Regions from separate parts of the Mus musculus genome. Here regions 1, 2 and 3 are each linked to region 4. Evidence: chromatin contacts called from public Hi-C and HiChIP or PLAC-seq data. All regions are on one chromosome and are shown on one strand. The core of a region is the stretch at or near the end of the contact, and the rest is flanking DNA. Distances in the headings are between cores, read along the strand shown. Region 1 overlaps Mcph1 (microcephaly, primary autosomal recessive 1). Region 2 has its middle 40 kb from the start of Agpat5. Region 3 overlaps Mcph1 (microcephaly, primary autosomal recessive 1). Region 4 holds the start of Mcph1 (microcephaly, primary autosomal recessive 1).

Region 1 (3,983 bases), core at 357-2,856, 160 kb before region 4:
TTCTAAGGGTCAAACATGCCAGAGAGAGTGGATATCCATAGCTCATCACCCTGCAAAGCATGACAGGACAGAGCCTGCAAAGAAGTCCCTGAGGCTACAGAGGAGGCAAGGAAAGACAATACATTTCCCTCACCATTCATCCCATACTAGGGAAATTTACAGGGAAATATCAATGATTTATGCGCTCTGACTTCATGGCCATCACGTTACCACAGCCTGTCTATCACTCACCATTTGACTGTTTGCAAACACCACGTGAGAGCAAGGCCTTCACAAAGATCAGCCCCAGAGTTCAGCTGTGATGTCACCAATCCCGCTGAGCTCAGTTGCTACATAAAGCAGGCACATGGCCAACGGAAGTGATTTTAACTACCAAGACTCCAGAGGCATCTACCTGTAGTACTGAGAACAGGGTGACCTGCGAGATAGCTCAGTGTGAAGGTGTTTTCCGCTAAGCTTGTCTGACAACCTGAGTTCCATCCCTCAAGCCCACTTGGTACAGAGAAAGGACCAATTTTCAACTGTTGTCCTCTAGCCTCCACATAAAATAAATACAGAAGGGAGTAAACACATGTTTACAAAGTTTTAAAGACTTCATGTTTGGCTTATTAAATGCAATTAAACCTGGGGCTACACCCTCCTCCCCCAACCTGTGTTGTTTATGTTGCAATTTTATTATATATAAAAATGTACTTATGTTTTGGCAGGCCACTGCTTGTAACAGTGTCTCTGTATGCACTGGACTCTCACAGGCCAGGCGGGAAACAATGGCAGTAGGGTCAGGCTCCAGATTAGGGGGTTGGTCAGTCTGAACCAGAGACCAGCAGATCTCTAACAGAGGGGCAAACAGACCTGAGCTTGAAGACCCACTGAGATACTCTGTTTCCCGCCTCACACCTGTCTCGTTTCCTGATCGTGGCTGGGTTTTCTGTGGCTTTCCCTCTTTCCCCTGTCACACAGCTAATGTGGTAGCCTTCCTGCTGACCCCCTGAATAATGACTGCACAGTTGGACCCTCTTTGCTTTTTGTTGTTGTTCTGCTCCTGATTCACTTACTCCCTGGCCCTGAGCAGTAATCTCTCATCATTTCTAATCTTCTTAGACATCCTTGTCTGAATTGCCCCTGTCCCTCTTTTGCTATCATAAAGAACACTCAGCCTTCACCTGCCTGTAACCTCAGCACTTTGGAGCACTGGTAGTTCAAGGCCAGCCTGAGCTATAGCATGTAGCATTTGGATACAATAGGGCGGAACACTCTGGAGATGGTTTTTAGACTTTTTTTTTTTTCAGGTATTTAGAGAAAAGTAACCTCGTGTTGACATTTTCATTGCAACAAGCACAGACTTTTCTAGAAGACACCGTCACATCTGCTCAGACTGCCAACCTTCTGCCAGGTGAAAGGCATCTAAGCGGCTGTGCCATGGTGTAAAGGAGACAGGTGCCTGAGAATCGCTTAGCTCCGGCACGAGGTTTGTTAGCTTGGGCAGGGATTGCCTGGCAGGGTGCTGTCTGCATGTGCCTTAAGATGACGATGACATGAGCATAGCAGGAACCCAGGGAAGTTCAGCTTCCTTCCCCTTCTCCAGCTCGTTCTCTTGAAAACAACTTTGTTGTTCAAGGTTCCATCATGCCCAGATGCCTGCTCTTGAAGTGACACCCACAGCTACCTCACTGATGTCACAAAGCTGGGAATTTCTGGTGGGAAGCAGCCGTGGATGAACTCATTTGCCACAAAGATCCTGTTTTCATGTCAATATCCTCAGTAAAAATATGAGGAAAGAGGAAGTAGAATATATAAATATTCTTTACTCCCAATTTGTACTGAGAGAATGCCTCATTAGTTAAGGTATAGGCAGCTCGAGAAAGGGGAACAGAAGGACTTATTCCAGTATGGGAAAAGGCCATCATAAGTCTGAGCTACATAAAGCAATCCCTTTGTTCCTATGCTTCTGTGTTCTGAATCACTGCCCAACAAACATGGCTAGCCCCCCAAATAAAGAAGATCCTGTTGCCAGTTTATCATCTAGGTATGCTGACAGTCTTAAACTCTAGTTCTTAGTTCAGAAAGGCCAATTTGTAAAGGAATGTTTTCAGTGGCCATCTTCTAACAGTGTGACTTCTGCCCTTCTACCTGTTGACCATTTCTCCCTAGTGGCCTGTAAGTGACAGCTACATAATAATCAATGCATCCCCATGGGTCTTCCTCTCTGTGGCTGGGACTCTAGCCTGTCCTTAGTACAGCTGGCGGCCTGCAGAACACCATGGATTTCAGGGGATACAGGCTCATCCTGGAAAGACTAACATGGAGTAATGAGACTTAGCTGGGTCAGGGGTTTAATAGTGCAGTAGCTACATCTGACCAGAGCACCATCGCTCACTCTACCCAGGAGACAGGCAAAGGCTGGAGGGTGAAGCATGCAGGAGGTCATGAGAGAACACAGAAGAGTCTTTATATTGTCCCGTGTGACTTTGTGGCGTATTTCATCTAAAAACCCAGGGCGTCCAGCTTCCTCTCAAAGAACTTTTCCAAGGCACAAATCTGTTCTCCAATAATCTTAAGAGAGTTTTCCTTTGGTTGCTACCTTTAAAGCACACAACTCATATATATGTCTTGCCCTAGGCCTGAGCATATTGTAACCTGGCAGAATTAACTGGCAGAGCTAACTTTGCAAAGGTGAAGATGATGGTTTAGACTGAAGCTTGCTTGAGTCCTTTCTGGGCTCTTCCAAGTGAGGGGTTGTTCCACAACACCGCTGCCAGAGGACACTCACTCTTGGGGCGCTCAGATGCAAATGATCTCAATAGCAGCAGAGACAGGGCCTTTGCCACCCCTGGGCTTTGGCTGCCATTATCTGTCCTTTTCTTTGCCTTGGTGGCAGTCTCTCTAAGGATACACTGTCTTTCTCATCACCTCAGTTTGCCTGCAAGCAGGAAGGACTTCATTCATTCATATAAAGTTGCCCTGGGCGACACCCTTGTCATCAGGAGCATTCTAAACCACACTCACCTCTCCAGGCCCCAGGGCAGCTATTTTCCTGAAAACTTATCAAGTGATTTATGTATACATACACATCTCTGCCAGAACACTTATCAAATTCACAGCAGTTGAAAGCTGGAAACCACTCGGCAGGCTGAGGAACAGATCCACCACGCATCTGCTGTGCAAACAGTCTCCCAGAGCATCAAACCACACATGGAATGCGGGGGAACTCCTTCTATGTAGAGATGACATTGAACGAATAAAGCCGGGAAACATTCCAGGACGAAGAAAACAGAATCTAGGCCGAAGGACATCCAGGTGAACCTCATATGGAGAAGGGTCCCTGTGATGGCCACACTCTAGGGCTATGCAATTCACAGACCTGAGATAGTCTAGAGGCACTCATGTCAGGTGGGAACACACCATCCACCATTAAAGCAAACAGCTGCTTATAGCACGGAGAAGTGGGAAAGAACCCTGGCTTTGGCTTGAATGAACAGTTCAGAGTACACAGAAGCGCCACTGCTCACTTTCGGGACACCAAGCGGTCTCCCACCCACAGCCTGTGGCAAGAGGATTTTCCTGACAGGAATTATCACAGTGATGACCTATGTAGGGAGGACTATGTGACTTTAGACTGAGATGGGGGGGCCGTGACATGACTCTTTTCCCTTCTTTTCATCTTGAGCTACACAAACAGACCAGTCTCACCACAACTCACTCCCAGGCTTCAAAGACCCCGTGTTCACAGTATAAGCGCCACTGTGCTTAGTAGCAGCACTTCCTACCCCACTGTGCTCAGTACCAGTACTTCCTCTGCCAGCTCTGCCTCTAACCGACTCCCTCTGATACACTCACAGTTGTTTTTCCACCCCGCCTGCCTCTTCTATATGCATTTATTTGGAGTTTACATAGCTAGAATTCCCCTCAAAGGAGCATCTCTAAGCCCCACTGGCTGACAGAAATGGCTGATAAGGAGAGGAGCCAATGTGTATACCCTGCCA
Region 2 (3,817 bases), core at 550-3,049, 210 kb before region 4:
ATGAAGAATTTCCTTGACTGTTGTGTGTGTGTGCGCGCGCGTGTGGAATGTTAAGAAAAATCACACTCGTACTGCTGCCATTGTGAACACTGAAAATGTTTTATTGCTGTGTACATATCTAAGTCTTCCTCTATCAGAGCTTCTAGCCCCCACCCACTCTACCACTCCTTTCAGTCCTAGGCATTGGTTTTATCTCTCTGCCTATTTGCTTATCTCTATTTGTATACCTCTATTTCCATACCTAACCACCACAGCCTCACTGACTCCTCATCTTGCTTGTTTAGACTTTGCCTCCCAGTGGACTCTTCCTCCAAGACCATGGCAATAACAGTCCTGGGTCCTGGCATTCAGTTATGAGTTTGCCATGTCATATTTGCTTAAGAGTTAGCTTTTAAATATAAAATTTTAAGTCATGTGTTCTTTTGAAGATCTTAAATAACATTATTCACTTTCTTATACATTGTTATGAAAAAATTTAGTTCTTATATGCCATTTGCTTCTTACTATGTATGCATAATGCATGTCTATTAACTGTATATATATACATGCATGTGTTTATAATGTTATATAAACTTATATATACACACTAAGTCAATGTCAAAGTCCAGACGTTGAACTTGACTGATTCTGGAGACAGGGTCTTTAAGGTGGTGACTGTTGCAGACTATCTCCTTTTTTGGATCTGCTATCTGCTAGGAATGGGTCTCTGGTTGCAGGTGGGCGAATGACAAAGTAATGTCACAAAGTGAACACTAGTCTTATATGATACAGAAAACAAAGGGGTAGGATGTCACAGCAGGCAAAGTACATTGAAGTTACCTGACACAAAACAAAGGAATGACTTCAAAAGGAACTTACAGGAACCAGGTAACATTTACAGTAAAGATAAAACAGCCCTGCCTAGGGTCACCTAATGACAGGTAAGGATTTCACACCCTAGTCACAATTTGTGTTACTCCTTTGAGTCTTGTGAAAGCTAGCACCAGGGGGTTCTGCTCTAGCAGACCTTCTCATGAATAATGCAATACCACAACCCCCCTATTTCCTAGGCCTTGGTAAATTCTTGCATATGAGAGTAACTTGGCTGTTCTTTTAAGTATCTGTGGGGAATCTCCATTTGTCAAGAGAATTCACCAACTTGCTTCTAATATACAATGTTGTCTGCTATAACTGGCTGTAATAAAGATTCTAAATATACTTTGCTAAGCTTGCCCTGAGATTTCTCTGTTTTTTTTGTTGTTGTTTGTTTTTTTTTTGTTTTGTTTTGTTTTTTTGGTTTTTTGTTTTTTCGAGACAGGGTTTCTCTGTATAGCCCTGGCTGTCCTGGAATTCACTCTGTAGACCAGGCTGTCCTCAGAAATCCGCCTGCCTCTGCTTCCTGAGTGCTGGGATTAAAGGTGTGCATCACCATGCCCGGCGAGATTTCTAACTCTTATCCAGTAAAATACTATAAGAAAACATGTAAGACACTCCACAATATTACAGGGACAAATCTGAGACATTCTAGCTATGAGAATGTCAAAGTTCTAAGAGGCTGAGTTTCCTTGAGACTCTGCCTCAAAACTGCTTCTAGGTTTTTAGGCCTGCCAAGCGAGTCACTACTAGAAGAGATGTAACAGGTGACTAGAGACATAGGAGGTCTGGAGGGTGGAGCCCTAGTCCATTATGACTGCTGTCCTGAGAAGAGGAGGTGGACACCAAGCTTTCATATACAGGGAGGAGACCACCCTAGGACAGAGGCTCTCTAGAAACCAAGCCAACACCTGGGTTTTACACCTCCAGCTCAACAACTGCAGGAAAGGAAAGGGCTATTGTCATTTAATCCACCAGGCAGATGCCTTGCTACTGCAGCCCCGGCTAGCTCAATGGCCCAAGGATATTTATTTATTTATTTTTAAATCTTAGGAATCTCATTGTTTTGAGTTGATCTTCTCAGGTACAAGACATATTTTTTAAATGTAGAGTCTCAAATCTTTGGTAATTCAGTAAAATATTCTGGAGTTATAGTTTTTAGTATTTTTTTCTTTGTTACCCTCAGTCCCCCAGAGTTGCATCTCCTTTGCCTACCTTCAATTGTTACTGCTTTAAATCTTTGCAATTTCTTTCTTTGTGTGAATAATCAATTTGGGCTTTTGGAGATAGTTTCTCACTATGTATGCCAGGCTCACCTCAATCTGATGGCACTCCTTGCTTCAGCCTCTCCAGTACTGACATGGCAGGTAGGAGGCAGCATGCCTGGTTTTGTTTATGATTTTTTTTTTCTTTTAAAAGCATTCATATGTAGCATCTGGCTCCCTCAGTGGTACACCACAAGGCTCTAAAAGCTTCCTCTATTTTCACCTATTGGAGGACATTCCATCCTTGACATACCAGCCAAGCTAAAGCAAACCTACTGCTTTCCCCCTTTTCTACAAACTCTACGGAAGTCTGGTGTCTTCCTGATTCCTCTCCATAGGCTCCTTGACTCTCCAGCCATGCTAAAGCCCTCTGTATTCACCAGTCACTCCCGGTGCCCAGCTTCTCCCTGGTCCCTCTGCAGTCCTATGCTTTTAAAAACAAGCAGATCCCCATCTTTACTGGAAGCATTTTCTAAACCCACCCCTTCCGCTATAGAACTAGCTTGCACCTTCTCCTGGTCTTCACTCAACTTGCTACACACCATCTCAGATGTATTCAGCCCCTTCAAGGCCATCACCCTACGGGCAGTGCCATAGTAAGAGGCCATCAGCCCTCTGACAGCAGTGTGGTCCTAGGTACTGCTGACCTTTGGGGCTTGGTGCATGTGAGTGATACAGAATAAATGTAAATGTCCCTATTTGTTTGGTGTGAACCAACCTTAGATATCCATAAGAAGGCAAGAACACCTGTTCACGACTATGCTAAGAGTTAAGGTCTAATTTGGGCTCAAAGGATATAAGGTGGGCCCTGTATCCAATAATCCCTAACTAGGGCTGTGGTAGGATTTCTCATGAAAATTGATAGAATTCAAATTCTTCTGTTAAGATCTGATTATGGTGGAAGGCTGTTGTAGAGTCCCTTCTAAGTCTTTGGCCACAAGCCAAGGTGACAGCTTTTCATCACCCTGAGAAAGGAGATCTATCTTGGGCCTTATAGCTCCTTCTGTGCTACTGGCCCTGTCCCACATAGCATCCTCGTTCTACTTTTGGAAGGAGGCTTGTGGTCTCCTGAGTCAGAACCCTTGCATGGCTCCTGCCACCCACAGCTTCACACTCTCAGGACAGACAGTCCTCCTCCTTCCTCCCCTAACTGGCTCCCAATCATTTAATGATTGGGTTTCACATCACTGGCTGAACGCCCCCTCTAGCTGATAGGGTGCTCTTGGTGTTGAGCCCTGAGGTCTGGCAGCCTCTTCTTCTTTAGCTCTTCCTGGCCCAGTCTGCTGACTGATAGAGCCCTCTCCTCTCCCCTGTGGGTGCTGGCCCAGCCCTCGAGGGAGTTTTTCCCTGCCAGTCCTCTCTCCTTAGCTTTGGCTGGGATCACATTGGCTGGCCCACAGAAGGGGATATGAAGTTAACTTTCTCCGTAAATCTTCCCTCTGGACTCTTCAAGATAGAACAATCATTTGTTCCCATAGATAAGCCGTGAATCCAAATACTTAAAAAATTGAAACCAGATTAATGAAGCAGCAGCTGCCAGCATCTTAGAATTCTAGGTGGAGCTTCACCCCTGGAAGGTCTTAAGGCTTTGGGAAAACAGGAACGCCTAAGCTGGGAACTTGTACCAAATAAAATATTAGTTTAGCCCATGGAATATGTGTGTGCTCTTGGTTTAGTTTCAGGTCAATCATTTTAATTAC
Region 3 (4,185 bases), core at 193-2,692, 130 kb before region 4:
AGGGTTAGAACGGAGACAACAGAAGGCCCGAGTGATGGGAAAGTGAGATGGGGGAGGAAGGACGGGCTCGACTGTCCACTAGCTTCTCACTCAGGCCTGATGTTGCTACCTTGCCGCTGTTTTCAACCTTTCCCATCATCAAGGCGTAGGGAAAGACTGGCATATACAAGTTTCCCAAACTAGAGCTTGCTCCTGTGAACTCTGAGAGCTTTCTTCCTTTCGTAGGTCTTCCTGGATAGCACTGCCCTCCAACAGGTGAGGTGTGCTCACTACACACAGCTCACACGGCTCAGAACTTCTCTCTGAGAGCCGGCTGTCCCCTGCTGCCAGGGCAGTTACCAGGACTACTCGACATGCAGGGAAGGTACCAGGAGAACAGAGTTCCTTGGCTGAAACTGGCCCACGTGGGGCTCCTGGCTGCTGGGGATAAAGGGTAGGGAGGATTCGGGTCCTCACTTCTGCTTTTCCATTGTATTTCCAAGGCAGCTGTTGCCTTAGTAGGGACTTTGCCCTCTAAGGCAATGTGAGTCATCAAAGAGGCTGGGGGCTGAAGGATTGAGGAATGGGGAAAGATCTTGGTTGGTCTGCACCTCGCAGCTGGAAAATACTGGAACAGAAGCAAAGCACTGGGAGCAAATTCTCCACTTCAGCTCTAACTTTGGCCTTGAACGTCACCCCAGGTGGGGGCCAAGATTCAGAGGAACGAAACACTCAGAATGTGGATCCCAACAAGCAGTAAAACCCCAGGGCAGGTCCTTCTACCAGGGGACTCAGTAAGTGACAGAGATGCAACATTAAAGCTGGCACCCACACTTTGTAAACTTGACACTGAATTCCTACAGCCGAAGGAAACTGTCGAGATCAAATTAAAGCAGATCATGGGGATTTAGGCCAAGTCACAGGATAACCGCAGTGAGCTTTGGCTTGAAAATGGGGCAGGATGAGTCATATTTTGATTAAGACAAACAGATCTAACAATACGAAAAAAACAAAAACCAAACTCTACTACTGCAGTCTTCTGTGTTTGCCCCTCATTCCCACAAAGTACGCCAAGCAGGGCAAACTCTGAGTGAACTGTGGGGCTAATGTCATTGTGGCTCTGAAAAAAGAGGTCCACTTAGATGGCCTCAGTGATATCATTAATGAGCCCCCAAAGAAGTAGCAGACTGGGCCAGCTGCTCTGTGATCCCAAGTGGTACCACAGCCCCTAGCCTCACTGGTAAGTAGAATATAATTCTTAAAACTCACTGTCCCCCTTTATTTTGTGAGTAAAAATCCAAGCACGCAGGAGAAAAATCAGTTCTGAATGGCACGCTTTTTATAACTTGTGGCAGCAGGGTGAAAGGGCACAGGAATTTTCCACTAGCTTCCAACTGAACAGCCCTGCATGCAAGGCAAGAGGGCTGGGGAGAGGGGCAGACCTCCGAACTGCATCTAATTATGGGAAAATGACTCAGGTCCCTTGTACTTTCACCACAAGCTTCTGGAGAGGCACGCCGAGGCTTTCCCTCAGAGACGGCTGTGGCGCTCAAGTCAATGTGGCTTTCCTATATAACTGAGTGTCCTAGAATTGTTCACCTAAGAACAAGTGAGGACTGGATGGGCGCACTGTAAATCATGAGCAAGCAGTAGTTGGCAAGATCGCCCTTTGAAAGCCAATGCCCACTTCTGCACTTCTGCCTACCACAAAATGCACTGGCCAGGGGCAGGCGGAGTCCCACGGCACCACACGCTGCTCTGAGAACATGCCATCAGGTACTTGGGAAAGCTGCTCACCTGAAGGGGGATAGGGCCTCAAAGCATCACAAGCTAGAAAAACACTCAAGTCTAAGACCTCTTCTAAGGCCCCGCTAAGGTCTTAGACACTCTGCACTTCTGTTCATGTTTCTAGTTTGCTGACAAGCACACAGATAGCAACTAAAGGCAATGTCTTGACTGGAGGCAGGGAAGGAGGAGGAGGGCTGGGTCTCCAATCGAAATCCCACAGAGGGCAAGGCTCTGGCCAATGTGTTTCCACTTTTCTTAGTTCCTGGTATCCAGAGTGTCTCAGTAATTATTACTTCTTTCATAGCACCCCTAGGTTGAAACAAATACTTAATAAATGAATTGACTAGTACATTAGGTCCAAATGATTTAAACACTTAGCAGTCATTTCAACACATAAATGCACACAAACTGCAAGAAATAAATGACCCTTTGTTTACTTTTTTTTTTTTTGACAAAGTATTGTTATGTAGTCCAGGCTGACCTTCAGTTTGCCTCAGCCTTCTGAATGGAGTTGTTTCTTAAGTATGAATGGAGTGGATTTAGCCTATAGGCAGCACAATGTTCCTTTGGAGTCAAAGTGGACACTGCCCCAGTGAGTTCTAGTTCATCTTCTATCCTGCCAGGCTTGCTTTCTGCAAGAGCGGCCACCAGAAACTCAGCTTCACAGAAGGACGATCAGACATTACAACTGGGGGGCTCTGAGCCTCTGGCTCCTCTAACAGTAGACAGAGTTGAATGCTGTGAGTTTTCCTTGAGCATTTTAAAACTCCCCTCCATGGTATTGTCTGCTCACTGCAGGCACTCAGGATGCCTTAGTGTGGACTTTGGAGTCTGTGCTAATTTGTTCAACTTGACTCCTCCTCCTCCTCTTCCTCCTCCTCCTCTTCCATTCAGAGCAAGGCCTCATGTAGCCCAGGCTATCCTTGAACTCATTATATAGTGGAGGATGTCCACAAACCTTTGATCCCTCTGCCTCCACCTCCTAAGTCCCAGGAGTACAGGTGTTGGTGACCAAAACTAGCTTATATGGTGCTAGGGACTGACCCCAGAGCTTCATGCACACTAGGTAAGCACTATAAATGAGCACTACAACTTGCCATTTATATGACAAGCTCCTCAGTATCTCTATGTTACTTTTCCCAACGAGGAATGGAAAACTTAAACAAGCTGGCCCAGGAGCTCCTATGGAGCTGAGCTGCAACTTGCCTCTCCGTGGAGATGCCTGCAGGAGAGCTTCAAAGACAGTGGCAAGTCCCTCCCTAGCCACTCGGTCCTGGCACAGCCAGGCTTCCACATTGCTACTCAAAGCATGACACACTTAGTGCACTGGAGGAACCCAAGACAGAATTAAATCCACCCAGCTGGCTCGTATCACTTCCTCAGAGCGCTGCGGCCTCACTCCACCGAGCACCGGGCAGAGCCACCATCCACAGTACAGCTTAAGTTCTCTCTGCCACTGGACTCCATCAAATGCAATGCATGACTCAGACATTTCTTTATTTGTTATTTATTTTTAGACTAATGGGAACTGTATGAATTCTTTCTTGGGCTTCCAAGGGCACATGCCTTTTATGCTTGATCCGGAAAGAGTCATGTTTCGGAATGCTAAATTACAATTTACCTAACTGAATCCTTTAACTGTCCTCAGGCAGCTAGAACAGTTTCATCCACAGTTCAAGGCCAGTGAACTTGAATCCCCAAGTTCATGCTCCAGGCGTTACGCAGGTAGTCCCAGGTAAAAGGTACAAACTCACCCATGTTAAGCAAATACTCCCGATCACAGCTAAATACATTAAAGGTTTCATTTTCAAACATCTTGTCCTTTAACGTTCTTCTGGTTGAGTCAGAAAATGCAGGGAATACATAGGGCATGATAACGTCAAGCTCACAGTTTGATATTATCTTTAAAATGAGAATTCATCCGATAATTTATACCTAGGTCAACATGTGAAATATCCTGTCTGTAATCTTTGTGTGTGCCTGTGTGTGTGTACATGTATGTGATTATTTAAGCATACACAAAGCTGTCTCCTTTGGCCTAAGCATACACACACTCACACCCCCCTTCCCCCACCCCCTCCACATATGCATGCACAAAAAAAAAATCAAAAGAAGAAATATGTTCAGTTTGGCACAGTATGCCTTCACTTCATGGCCAACTGTTTTCTGCTGTTGATACTTGGAGAGTAGCTTCTCTCCTCCAGCATGAATGACAGCCCGCAGCACACATGTGACCAACTCTCCCTGAACAGGAGTGAGCAGCAACACAGCAGCCCTAAGCAGAAATGCTGTGATGAGAAGCTCGGCACAGTGTGTATTCTGTGGTAGACACTTGCTTATTTTGGGTCAGGAGACATAATTAGACACTCACTGATTTGCCTGAAGTCATAATCACCATTTGCCGTTTCCGGTTGAGCC
Region 4 (4,065 bases), core at 4-2,503:
GAAACTTTGTTACACAAGCAAGCCCACACCCCCACCCCACACCCCCAAACCAAATTAAAAAACAGAGATAAGTCAGCCTCAGCTACATAGCAAGTTGGAGGCAAACTTGCTTTCTAAAATAATAAATAAAAATTTAAATATATATACACATATATGATATAAATATAATAAACACATAGCTATAATAAATATAATATATAAATATATAAAATATATTTATACTTGGAATCTCCTCACCCAGGGTCCCATGTTCTGAGCACGTGTTAGCACGACAAAAATACAACAACAACAAAAAAAAAGGTGAGCTCCACAAGTGTCAGGCAGCTCTACTCAGGTAGGACCCTCCAGAGGCCATCACACTATTACCAAATTCTTACTTTTCCTGATCCCACAACTGCAGAGGCCATAGAGGCAAGAGGATCCCAGAAAGCTAAGACAGGAGCCTATCCTCCCGCCAGCTCTCCAGGGCTCAGCCTGCACCGGGGTGGGGTGGGGGGATTGGGGAACACATAGGGGTCGATGAAGGTCACAGGGTGAATGTATGTGGGGTGTCCACACAGGTGGTCGGGATCCTGAGTGAGGGGACTCCGGGTGTGAGGGAACCTAGGATGTGAGAGGACCTCGGGCGTAGGGAGCCCTGAGATGGGATGGGACCTGGCCTGGGAGCCGATCCCGGCGGCCCAGGCAAGACAACCAGGCGCTGGGAGCCTAGACCCCAGCCCCCTCCCTACTGGGCGTGTCTCCTCACCTTTCAGAAAGGCGCCCCCAACGCCTCCCGAGGCCTCCATGACCCGACCAGCTTGAAGCTGCGGGACCGAGCGTGCGCCGGCAGGAAGGCAGAGGGGTGCGCATGCGCAGGCCGTGCCCCCTGGGCTCGCCGCGTCAGGCTTAGGGGTGTGTGTGTGTGTGCGCAAGGGCTCCGGGTTCCCTTCCCTCGCCGAGAGCGCCCGGCTCAGTGACACACGACAGCCGAGACCTGATCGCTCACGGGCGGCCCTGAAGCTCTCCGGCGACCTGGCAGGAGTCAGCCCGCCGCACCGCGGCTTCAGGGCGCAGGTCAGCGCCGCGGTCGCTTGTCCCCGCAGGGTTCGCTCGTCCTCGTTGCGCAGCGCTCGGTGACCGGGGAGGGGACCCACCCGTGGGCCCTGCCTCAGCCCTGCACCCTGGAGCGCGAGCGGGACTGCTGCAGCGTCCGCGGGCCCTCTGGGTCTTCAAACCTCCCGCCCGCGAGTCTGCGAGGGGGCGGGTCGGACGCGGGCCCGCCTCCCCGCGCAAGGGCTGCCGGGAGAGGGAGGAGGACGGAGCCGCCTAGGGAGGACGGAAGCCAGGGAGTGCCTGCTCTTCTGTAGATAACAGTATCCTTTCGTCGCCTTAAGCGCCGGGCGTTAAAAACAAAAACAAAAAAACCACCCAACTGGTTTGGACAGACAGGTTGTTTTGGGTTTTGTATTTATTTGTTACACGTGTGAGTACTTTGCCTGCTTGTACATATTTGCACCACGTGCGTGCCTGGTGCCAGTGGAGGTCACTAGAGGGCGTCAGATCCAATTACACATGGTTATGTGCCACCATAAGGGAGCCAGGGACCAAATTCGGGTCCTCTGCTAGAGCAAATGTTCTTAACCACTGAGCCATCTCCTTAGCTCCTGGTTGGGTGTTTAGAGAGATGGCCTTGGTTTCTAGCTCACAACACTCAGCCCTTCTCCCGACTCAGCCTTCCCCAAGAGCTAGGATTACAGACTGGCCCAGCAATTTGGCTTTAAAAAAAAAAAAAAAAGATAATTTATATAGATATACACACACATATACATATATATATATTTCAAAATTATTTTAAATGTACATATTAAAATATATAATATATATAATTTTAAAAAGCCAAATTCCGAGTGATGAGCTGTTAATGGGAATTCACGAATTGAAGCATCTTCACTAACACAGTGGGAGAGCTTTCACTAGGCAGTGCAAAGAGAAACTCAAGACAAAATGGCTGCTTAAGGTGCCCAGTAACATACCACAGTGTCTGCTGGCCTCCAGGCTTACGTGGTACCTGTGGCTCCTTTTAGCGTTTCTCAACCCACCTCCTGCTCTAAACTTCTCCAGCTCTTGGGCTTCAGTTCCCCAAGCTTCTCATTCCTATATAACCCCGCCATTTCAGGCTGGTACTTAGTCCTACTGACCCTCTCTCTCTCCCCCCTCCCCTCCCCCTGCTCCTCCCCCTTTCCCTACCCCACCCTCTGTCCTCTCTTTTGCTTTTCTCTCTTCTCTTCCACCTTTCTTCCCAGTGCCCACTCCTCTCATGGCCTGACCTACCCTGCTGGCCAAGTCCGATAGAGAGCTTTCTCTCCCTTCTGTGGACTTTTCCAGATGCCTCAGGCTGAACTCTCCCTCCGATCTAAATAACCCTCCCCTCGGCTGTATGCTCTCACTTTATACAGGCAGTAAGAGCAGGACTAGGATTCCTGAGAAGGGAACACAGAATCAGAACCATGGCTTGGTTCTCAGACTTCCTTATTTGGCTATCTTAGGTGAACCGGCATCTTATCTCCTCTTACTGTTGGGACCCTTTGGGTTCTCTAACCTTTCACTTAGATTCCCTGCCACTCAGCATGACTGACTCCACTTTGGTTTGATCAGCTTTGCTGGATGGACATGGTGTGCAAACTTAGTCCAAAGCAAGGGCCTCCCAGAATCTTTTGTTGAATCACTACTAATAGGTTTTTCTCTGCCAGAAAAAAAAAAAAAAAAAAAAGCCAATTCAAACCAAATTAAGAAGTTTAAAAAAAAAATGTAGGTTTATTTGGGAATGGGCTCCTGGGAAAGTTCACTAGGCTCAGGACAAGACAAGAAAATGTCAAGAATAGACTATGGCTGGAGAAGGTTTTTTTAATAGATTGTAGGTGAAGGAAAATGACATGTCTGCCATACGCTTATGCCCTGGTATGGTCATCTAGGGTAAGGGGCTTGGGTGGCTGGTGACTTCTGGTGAGGTGGGGTGATTAGGACAGCTGTCAGGAATGTGGGACTAGGTTTTTGCCATTTTTTTCTATTCCGAGGCTTTCCAAATGGTCCATTGTTGGAGAGGAAGAGAAAACTGGAATTTAGGGACCACGTCAGGGAGGGGAGGAAGCCAGGGACTCCAGTCAAACAGTTTCTCCCTCTACATACACTCTCTTTCCCTCAGAGGACTTGAGTTTCACTCCCAGCATCATTTTTTTTAAAGATTTATTTATTTTTTTTATTATATGTAAGTATACTGTAGCTGTCTTCAGACACTCCAGAAGAGGGAGTCAGATCTCATTACGGATGGTTGTGAGCCACCATGTGGTTGCTGGGATTTGAACTTCAGACCTTCGGAAGAACAGTCGGGTGCTCTTACCAACTGAGCTATCTCACCAGCCCCCCCAGCATCATTTTAACAGTTTCCTATGCCATCCTCAGTAACCCTTGGTGAGCCTGAGCCAAAAAGAAAGAGTGCTGGCCTAGTCGGCTAGCCCCATATGGGCAAACCTGTAATCACATTTGAAAAATGGGCTTTTAGTCAACTGAAAAATGGCAATATATAGGATAGATCAGAAAGAATGAAGGACATGTGGCAGACATTGTGGATCTCCATGAATGGCTTATGGGAATATTTTCCCCTATTTATGTGTTTTCCCTATGTCTTAGTCAGGGTTTCTATTCCTGTCCAAAACATCATGACCAAGAAGCAAGTTGGGGAGGAAAGGGTTTATTCAGCTTACACTTTCATACTGCTGTTCATCACCAAAGGAAGTCAGGACTGGAACTCAAGCAGGTCGGAAAGCAGAAGCTGATGCAAGGCCATGGAGGGATGTTCTTTACTGGCTTGCTTCCCCTGGCTTGCTCAGCCTGCCCTCTTATAGAACCAAGAGATGGCACCACCCACAAGGGGACCTCCTCCCTTGATCACTAATTGAGAAAATGCCCTACAGCTGGATCTCGTGGAGGCATTTCCCCAACTGAAGCTCCTTTCTTTGTGATAACTCCAGCCTGTGTCAAGTTGACACAAAACTAGCCAGTACACCCTATAATCCTGAAGTGTGT

Evidence for each region. A called contact is a pair of places that touch in the nucleus more often than the background predicts. HiChIP or PLAC-seq counts read pairs in DNA pulled down with a chosen protein or histone mark.
Region 1: a contact with region 4 is called in an H3K4me3 HiChIP or PLAC-seq map of bone marrow-derived macrophages, with 2.2 times the contacts expected there. The contact joins the enhancer-like site here to the promoter of Mcph1 in region 4. A contact is called at or near these places in 1 of 39 promoter capture datasets (neural stem cells), 1 of 15 datasets of contacts at CTCF or cohesin (the NIH/3T3 cell line), 1 of 484 Hi-C or Micro-C datasets (pre-pro-B cells), 6 of 115 datasets of contacts at active chromatin or transcription factors (bone marrow-derived macrophages, embryonic stem cells, pancreatic cancer cells and 1 more) and 1 of 9 other capture datasets (liver).
Region 2: a contact with region 4 is called in an H3K27ac HiChIP or PLAC-seq map of embryonic stem cells, with 6 read pairs. The contact joins the enhancer-like site here to the promoter of Mcph1 in region 4. A contact is called at or near these places in 1 of 39 promoter capture datasets (stem cell-derived epiblast-like cells), 1 of 15 datasets of contacts at CTCF or cohesin (the NIH/3T3 cell line), 1 of 484 Hi-C or Micro-C datasets (muscle stem cells), 10 of 115 datasets of contacts at active chromatin or transcription factors (bone marrow-derived macrophages, embryonic forebrain, embryonic limb bud and 3 more) and 2 of 9 other capture datasets (adipose tissue and liver).
Region 3: a contact with region 4 is called in a Hi-C map of muscle stem cells, with 1.8 times the contacts expected there. The contact joins the enhancer-like site here to the promoter of Mcph1 in region 4. A contact is called at or near these places in 2 of 484 Hi-C or Micro-C datasets (muscle stem cells and nephron progenitors), 3 of 115 datasets of contacts at active chromatin or transcription factors (embryonic stem cells and pancreatic cancer cells) and 1 of 9 other capture datasets (adipose tissue).

What each region holds. Positions count from the first base shown.
Region 1 is chr8:18,757,669-18,761,651 of GRCm38.p6, reverse strand. All of the region lies in intron 12 of Mcph1 (microcephaly, primary autosomal recessive 1), which reads right to left. Among named protein-coding and RNA genes, the nearest start is that of Angpt2, 18 kb to the right of the region's middle. Within about 2 kb of position 1,606, at least 7 of the 459 cell types and tissues checked have an H3K27ac peak or open chromatin away from gene starts, as enhancers often do. A contact at or near this core is called in bone marrow-derived macrophages, where this site is marked.
Region 2 is chr8:18,804,358-18,808,174 of GRCm38.p6, reverse strand. It overlaps a transcript of Mcph1 not described here. Among named protein-coding and RNA genes, the nearest start is that of Agpat5, 40 kb to the left of the region's middle. Within about 2 kb of position 1,799, at least 6 of the 459 cell types and tissues checked have an H3K27ac peak or open chromatin away from gene starts, as enhancers often do. A contact at or near this core is called in embryonic stem cells and stem cell-derived epiblast-like cells, where this site is marked.
Region 3 is chr8:18,723,853-18,728,037 of GRCm38.p6, reverse strand. The region is part of intron 12 of Mcph1 (microcephaly, primary autosomal recessive 1); the gene reads right to left. The region is part of intron 1 of Angpt2 (angiopoietin 2); the gene reads left to right. Among named protein-coding and RNA genes, the nearest start is that of Angpt2, 16 kb to the left of the region's middle. Within about 2 kb of position 1,442, at least 69 of the 459 cell types and tissues checked have an H3K27ac peak or open chromatin away from gene starts, as enhancers often do. A contact at or near this core is called in adipose tissue, muscle stem cells and pancreatic cancer cells, where this site is marked.
Region 4 is chr8:18,592,319-18,596,383 of GRCm38.p6, reverse strand. Mcph1 (microcephaly, primary autosomal recessive 1) reads right to left here and starts at 1,253. Exons shown (of 14, transcript NM_173189.3): 1 at 749-1,253. The coding sequence starts at 788.